2 separate regions of the Mus musculus genome follow, and region 1 is linked to region 2. The links are chromatin contacts, called in public Hi-C maps. All regions are on one chromosome and are shown on one strand. The core of a region is the stretch at or near the end of the contact, and the rest is flanking DNA. Distances in the headings are between cores, read along the strand shown.

Evidence for each region. A called contact is a pair of places that touch in the nucleus more often than the background predicts.
Region 1: a contact with region 2 is called in a Hi-C map of the C2C12 cell line, with 1.9 times the contacts expected there. The contact joins two enhancer-like sites. A contact is called at or near these places in 1 of 15 datasets of contacts at CTCF or cohesin (the NIH/3T3 cell line), 8 of 484 Hi-C or Micro-C datasets (the C2C12 cell line, the N1E-115 cell line, cerebral cortex and 4 more), 3 of 115 datasets of contacts at active chromatin or transcription factors (the NIH/3T3 cell line, embryonic stem cells and stem cell-derived neural progenitor cells) and 4 of 9 other capture datasets (adipose tissue, embryonic stem cells, liver and 1 more).

What each region holds. Positions count from the first base shown.
Region 1 is chr5:117,239,645-117,242,344 of GRCm38.p6, forward strand. It overlaps Taok3 (TAO kinase 3), which reads left to right. Exons shown (of 21, transcript NM_001199685.1): 14 at 1,452-1,586. Among named protein-coding and RNA genes, the nearest start is that of Pebp1, 47 kb to the right of the region's middle. Within about 2 kb of position 1,282, at least 107 of the 459 cell types and tissues checked have an H3K27ac peak or open chromatin away from gene starts, as enhancers often do. A contact at or near this core is called in the C2C12 cell line, muscle stem cells and pancreatic islet, where this site is marked.
Region 2 is chr5:117,157,443-117,160,142 of GRCm38.p6, forward strand. All of the region lies in intron 1 of Taok3 (TAO kinase 3), which reads left to right. Among named protein-coding and RNA genes, the nearest start is that of Taok3, 39 kb to the left of the region's middle. Within about 2 kb of position 1,274, at least 201 of the 459 cell types and tissues checked have an H3K27ac peak or open chromatin away from gene starts, as enhancers often do. A contact at or near this core is called in the C2C12 cell line, muscle stem cells and pancreatic islet, where this site is marked.

The DNA.
Region 1 (2,700 bases), core at 32-2,531, 82 kb after region 2:
GTGAAGACACACCTCCCTCCATATCAAAACACTTAGATTTACAAAAGGAAACAGCGTTGTGATGGATGTAATCTCGGATGGCGGCTTTCACATCAAAACCTGGTTATAATGTTTCATTTCCCTCAAAAAATCAACACATTTTGATATTTTTTAATTTATAGATAAATGATATAATTTTGTATTTTCTGAATCTCTTTGGCCCTTGTTTTATAATGAAAGGGCAATTATATGTTTGGGGGGGGGTTGTTGTTTTTTTTTTTTTTAATTTTCAGGTACTCCTGGAGAAAATGCAAACAAATGGTTTCTCCTAAAACCCTGGGGGATAAAAAATTGATTTCTCCTTCCCCATCTGAGCATGTGCTATTTAAAAATCCCCCACCACTGAACATGGTTTTGAGCTACAAATTGCCAGAGTATTGGTGGGGGTGGGAGTTGGGGAGGGGGCATTGTGTTAATTTTCTGAAGGGTTGGCACTGCCGACACAGTGACCATCTCGTTCTGTACAGAGGGGGCATGGCCCTCTAAAAACATCGTTCCTTTAGAAGGCGTCTCAGCTGCATTTAAGGAACACGCATCATCATCCATCCAGGGCATGTTATTTTTTTTCCCACGGGGCGTTTGAATGTTATTAATCATCTTTGGTCATCAAGAAAGCACAGGACTCGATTAAATCAGTCAAGGACATTAAATCCCAGCCTCGCTCAGTCTGCTGGCATACCGACACTGAGTTGAGGAACCATTTGCCCAAGTATCATTTGGTTTGGAATTGTACGCCTGTCTCTTTAAATCTAAAAAAAAAAAAAAAAATCCTTTCAGAAGCTGTAGAGAGAAGGTGCTAGAACTGTGTACGATCATGACTGGAAAGCAGGATCCCTCAGTGACTGCCGAATCTTCCCAGCACAAGACAGAGAGGCGGCTCGCCACAAGCTTCCCCTGATCCCCCCACCCCACCCCCCCAGAAGAAGGATGACCCCACCGACCAGCTCACAAATCCAATTCAATTGACAACGCAGCTCTTTCAAGGGAATGAGGCGGAGGCTCGCTTTTATGTTAAAAGCCACCAGCATCCTCCCCGCCAGACATGGACATGACATTTTTAAAGGAATTATCTGGTCACCGCGTTTTAAGCAGACGGCTCTGAGGCGTCCGTCCGCGCCAGTCTCTCTCCTCTTCCTCTTTGCTTTTGCATATATGTAATTCCGGAGGTAAAGGGGGGAAGAAGCCTGCCGGGGAGTCAGAAGGCATCCTACTAGCGATCAGCTGACACTCCTAACTGAAGGCTGCAATGTGTCGCTTATTCGTTTTATACCGTGGGAGCTGCGGGGACTAGCAGAGAGCTGAACTATGCATTTCAAACAGCGGTGCTTGTTCAGAAAGAGGGGTGAGAGAGAGGCAGCCGGCGAGGAAAGAGCGCAGCTGGACTTTCTCCTTCTCTTCATCCATTTCTGCAGGATCATGTATTCGTAAGGGATGAGGCGGGCCACGGCGATCCCAGGCCTGAGCCGCGGCCTACCCAGTCAGTTCAGAGCCGGGCCCTCCACTATCGGAACCGAGAGCGCTTTGCCACGATCAAATCCGCGTCTTTGGTAAGCTGGTCCTCCCTACCCACCTTCCCTGCCTTCCCCTCCTCCCTGTCTGGCAGCCTCCGGCCCTCCCTGAGCCTCCCTCAGCTTCATGCATGGGAGGAAAAGAAGCCAGGGATGTTGTCTCCCTCCAAATAATTTTATTCATTTCAGGGAAAAAAAAAATTCTGTTGGCATAGCAACCTGATCTTAGATATTTAGCATTGTCTATGGCATAGGGGGAAAAAAAAACCTTTGTGTGTGTGTATGTGTGTATGTGTAATTTTGTGTGTATGTGTGATTGTGTGTTGTATATGCTGTATATGCAGAATATAAGGCTTTGAGATGAGTTGCTGGCATAACCAGTTTTTTTTTTAAAGTGATCTGTGTTTTCATCGAAATATATAATGCTAAAAATATTTTCAAGGTATGGATGTGTGTGTGTGTGTGTGTGTGTGTGTGTGTACAGGGCACTATGCTGCTTTTTAAATAGGTGCATGTGTGTCTCTATGATGTACACACATACACATCAAAAGGTAAAATAGGATCTAAAAAAAATTTTTATATGGTTGCCGGCTACCATCTGTAATTGTAGAAAAATCAGACACTTGCTTCCCAGGGATAGTCCACCGGTTCGTTCTGGTTCATTCATTTATTTATTGCAACAGTGGTAGTGCCCAGTTTTCCCCATTTAACCCCTGAAGAATTTCCTGATAGCCATAAAGGCTTTGTAGAAGAGGCCAGCGGCAGCGGCTGTGGGAGCAGAGGGGCTGTCGATTCCTCGGCATTTTTTACTACTGCAAATGTGATTGCCGGGTGCCCTTGTAGTAGCAAAAGGGGTGTGCTCAGGAAGACTTAGTTTTCACGCCTCCTCCCCTTGGCCCCCCACGCGTGCGCGTGCGCGCTCTCACACACACACACACACACACACACACACACACACACACACACACTCTATCTCTCCCTCTCCCTCTCTCTCCATTTCATCCTCAGCATTCGGAACTCTCTCTCAGCTTTCCCATCCAAATTTCACTTCTCAGCCAGAAAATTATTGAGATATTAGCTGTTTTGCCCAAATGAGTGTTAGAGGTCACATGAGCAGGAAGAGTTACTGTACACTGCTTAGCTGTTACATCCA
Region 2 (2,700 bases), core at 24-2,523:
TAATTGTTGATTTGTTTTGTTTTGGTGTATTTGTTAGTTTCTTTGTTTTTTCAAGACAGGGTCTCTCTGTGTATACCCTTGGCTGTCCTGGAAAGTCACTCTGTAAAGCAGGCTGGCCTTGAACTCTGCCTGCCTCTGCCTCCTGAGTGGTGGGATTAAAGGCGTGTGCCGCCACTGCCCAGCAAAGCCACGCTTTTAAAAATAAAAATTTAAAACCAATGTCACTGAAATCCCAGATAACATGGAAGTTCTATGCCGATTATTTTTCTCTCAGTTTACACATCATTTCCATGTGTAATGTAGGTTTTTTTGTTTTTGTTTTTTTTTTTAGTTGTTTCTTGATTGGCTGTGTTTTAATTGCAGGTGTCTATCTGCACAGCACTTTGTAAAGATTGTTATTTTATCTTCTGCAGAGCTGGGGACCGAATCCAGGTTCTCATGTAGCTAACGAGAAGTCCATGTTTATCCTCCACGACTGTGATTAACACCGTCGTGACCACAAGCAATCCAGGGGAGTAAAACACTGAGTTTCTCCTAGGTCGCAGCCTATCATCTAAGCAAGGCAAGGCAGGGAGCTTGGGAAGGCTGCCTCCTGCCTTGCTCAGGTAGCTTTCTGGTCTGGCCTGAGCCCACTGTAGAGAGGTGGCTCGACCTATAAAGAGCTGTGTCTTCCTACATCCCTACATCAATTAGCAATCAAGAAAATGCCATACAGACATGCCCATAGTCCAGTCTGATGGAGGCAGTTCTGTACTTGAGGCTTCCTCATCCCAGGTGACTCTAGGTTTATGTCAAGTTGACAGCTGAAGCTAACTGTGACAGGAGGTAAGGGCTATACCAGTAGCCTGCAGGCTTAAAGGATTTCTTTAAATGCAAAAAAAAAAAAAAAAGGTGGGGGGGGGCACTGATTTTGCATTTGATTTAATAAGCCCTTTGGACAATAACCTAGATTTCCTACATGACACAGACTTGTGAATGAAACATGCTCAGAGTGACAGATACAAAATATGTGTGTGTGTGTGTGTGTGTGTGTGTGTGTGTGTGTGTGTGTCTAGGTGCTAGAAATTCAAATGTCACAGCTGGGTAATTTGCAAATTTCAGCCTTGGAAGAGCCTAGAACTTCCTTCTGAGCCTGGTTGTGGGTCCAACCCCTGGCTGACTCATTTGAGGAGCAAGGCCTAGCAACAGGAAGGTTTTGGCAAATGCTCTGTGAAAGGGCAGAGATGACTGGGAGGGCAGCCTGGGTAAATACCCCCGGGCTGAGTCACCCAACAGAGTGTCTTTAACTCTGTCCAGTTGCCCGCTCGCTGGCTTGCTCGCTCGCTGTGTGATCTGGCCACTTTCATCTAGAGTTTTGGTTTTCATTTCCCTAAATCCCAGCCCCAGATGACTGGGCTGTAGAGTCATTCCTGTCCTGTCAACTCAGCCGTGGAAGGGTTTCCTTCAGCCCAGCAAAGCAGTTGCTGTTGACCCAAGCCTGGAAGTGAAACCCTGTGGGGCGGCCTCCCTCCCCTTTCCCTCTGCAGTGCCTCACCCTCCCTCCTAGTTTACAGGCAGGAGGCTGCAGAGCTGGCTCAGTGGGTAAGAGCACCAACTAGTATGCCAAGGGCCCAGGTCAGATTCCTACCACCTACATAGCGCCTCACAACCATCTGGGACCCCAGTCCTGGAAGATCTGGAGCCCTCTTCTGGCCTCTGTGGGCACCAGACATGCACACAGCACACAGACAGGGAAAACACCCATACGCATAAAATAACTAAATCTAAAAGTAAGTTTAATTTATATGTGAGTTTTATCTGATGGCTTGTTTGCTTTTGCTGTTTATTTAGTGTAGGTGGGGAGTGGGGGCCATGGCACGCCTGTGGCGGACAGAGGACAACTTGCAGGGATCTGTTCTCTCCCTCCAGCCTGTCTTCCTCAAGACAAACCCAGGTCATCAGGTTTGCTAACGAGTGCCTTTACCAGCCGCATCATCTCTGATCCCGTTCATGGGTTTCAAAGCCCTACTCTCTTTCTCCTGATGGAGTCTCTTATAGCCTTACCAGCCTGGAACTCACTGTGTACCCTTAACCTTGATCTCCCGGTCCTCCTGCCTGTACCTCCCAACTGCTGGGATTACAGAGCTGTACGGCCACTTCCCGTTTATGTGGTGCTGACGAGAAAACCCCTTCATGCGTGTTAAAGCAGTCATTTTCCTGACTGAGCTACACCCCTGACCCTACAGTGTGTAGGGTCACATTTATCTTTGCTCTTTTCCACTGTTTTCCTGTTTTCAGCATCTTTTCCCTTCTTTAGGGACAGCCTCCCTCCCTCCCTCCCCACCACACACATCCAGGCTTCAAGTTCCCTGCAGATTTAATGCAGGGCTAGCAGGGCAGAGCCTCAGAAGGTCACACCTCAGGCTTGTTGTGTGAGGTGGTGATACTACAGGCCCCCTGTGGAGATAGGCAGCGTTACTCCACAGCTCAAAATAAAGTGGAGCGTGCAGGCTTGTGACACAAGCCGTGAGAGACAAGGGGAAAAAAAAACCTCCCAGGCTAACTCAGTGGTGTCTGGGACAATTAGCCCCTGAAGCTTCTGTTTCATTTCTGCATTTGCAAGTCACACCAGAATGAGAAACTGAGTAATTTGATTATAAACTGTGTGGGTTGTAGCACTTGTTGAATTGGGTTCCTTGATGGTCACTGCTGATTGTTGAC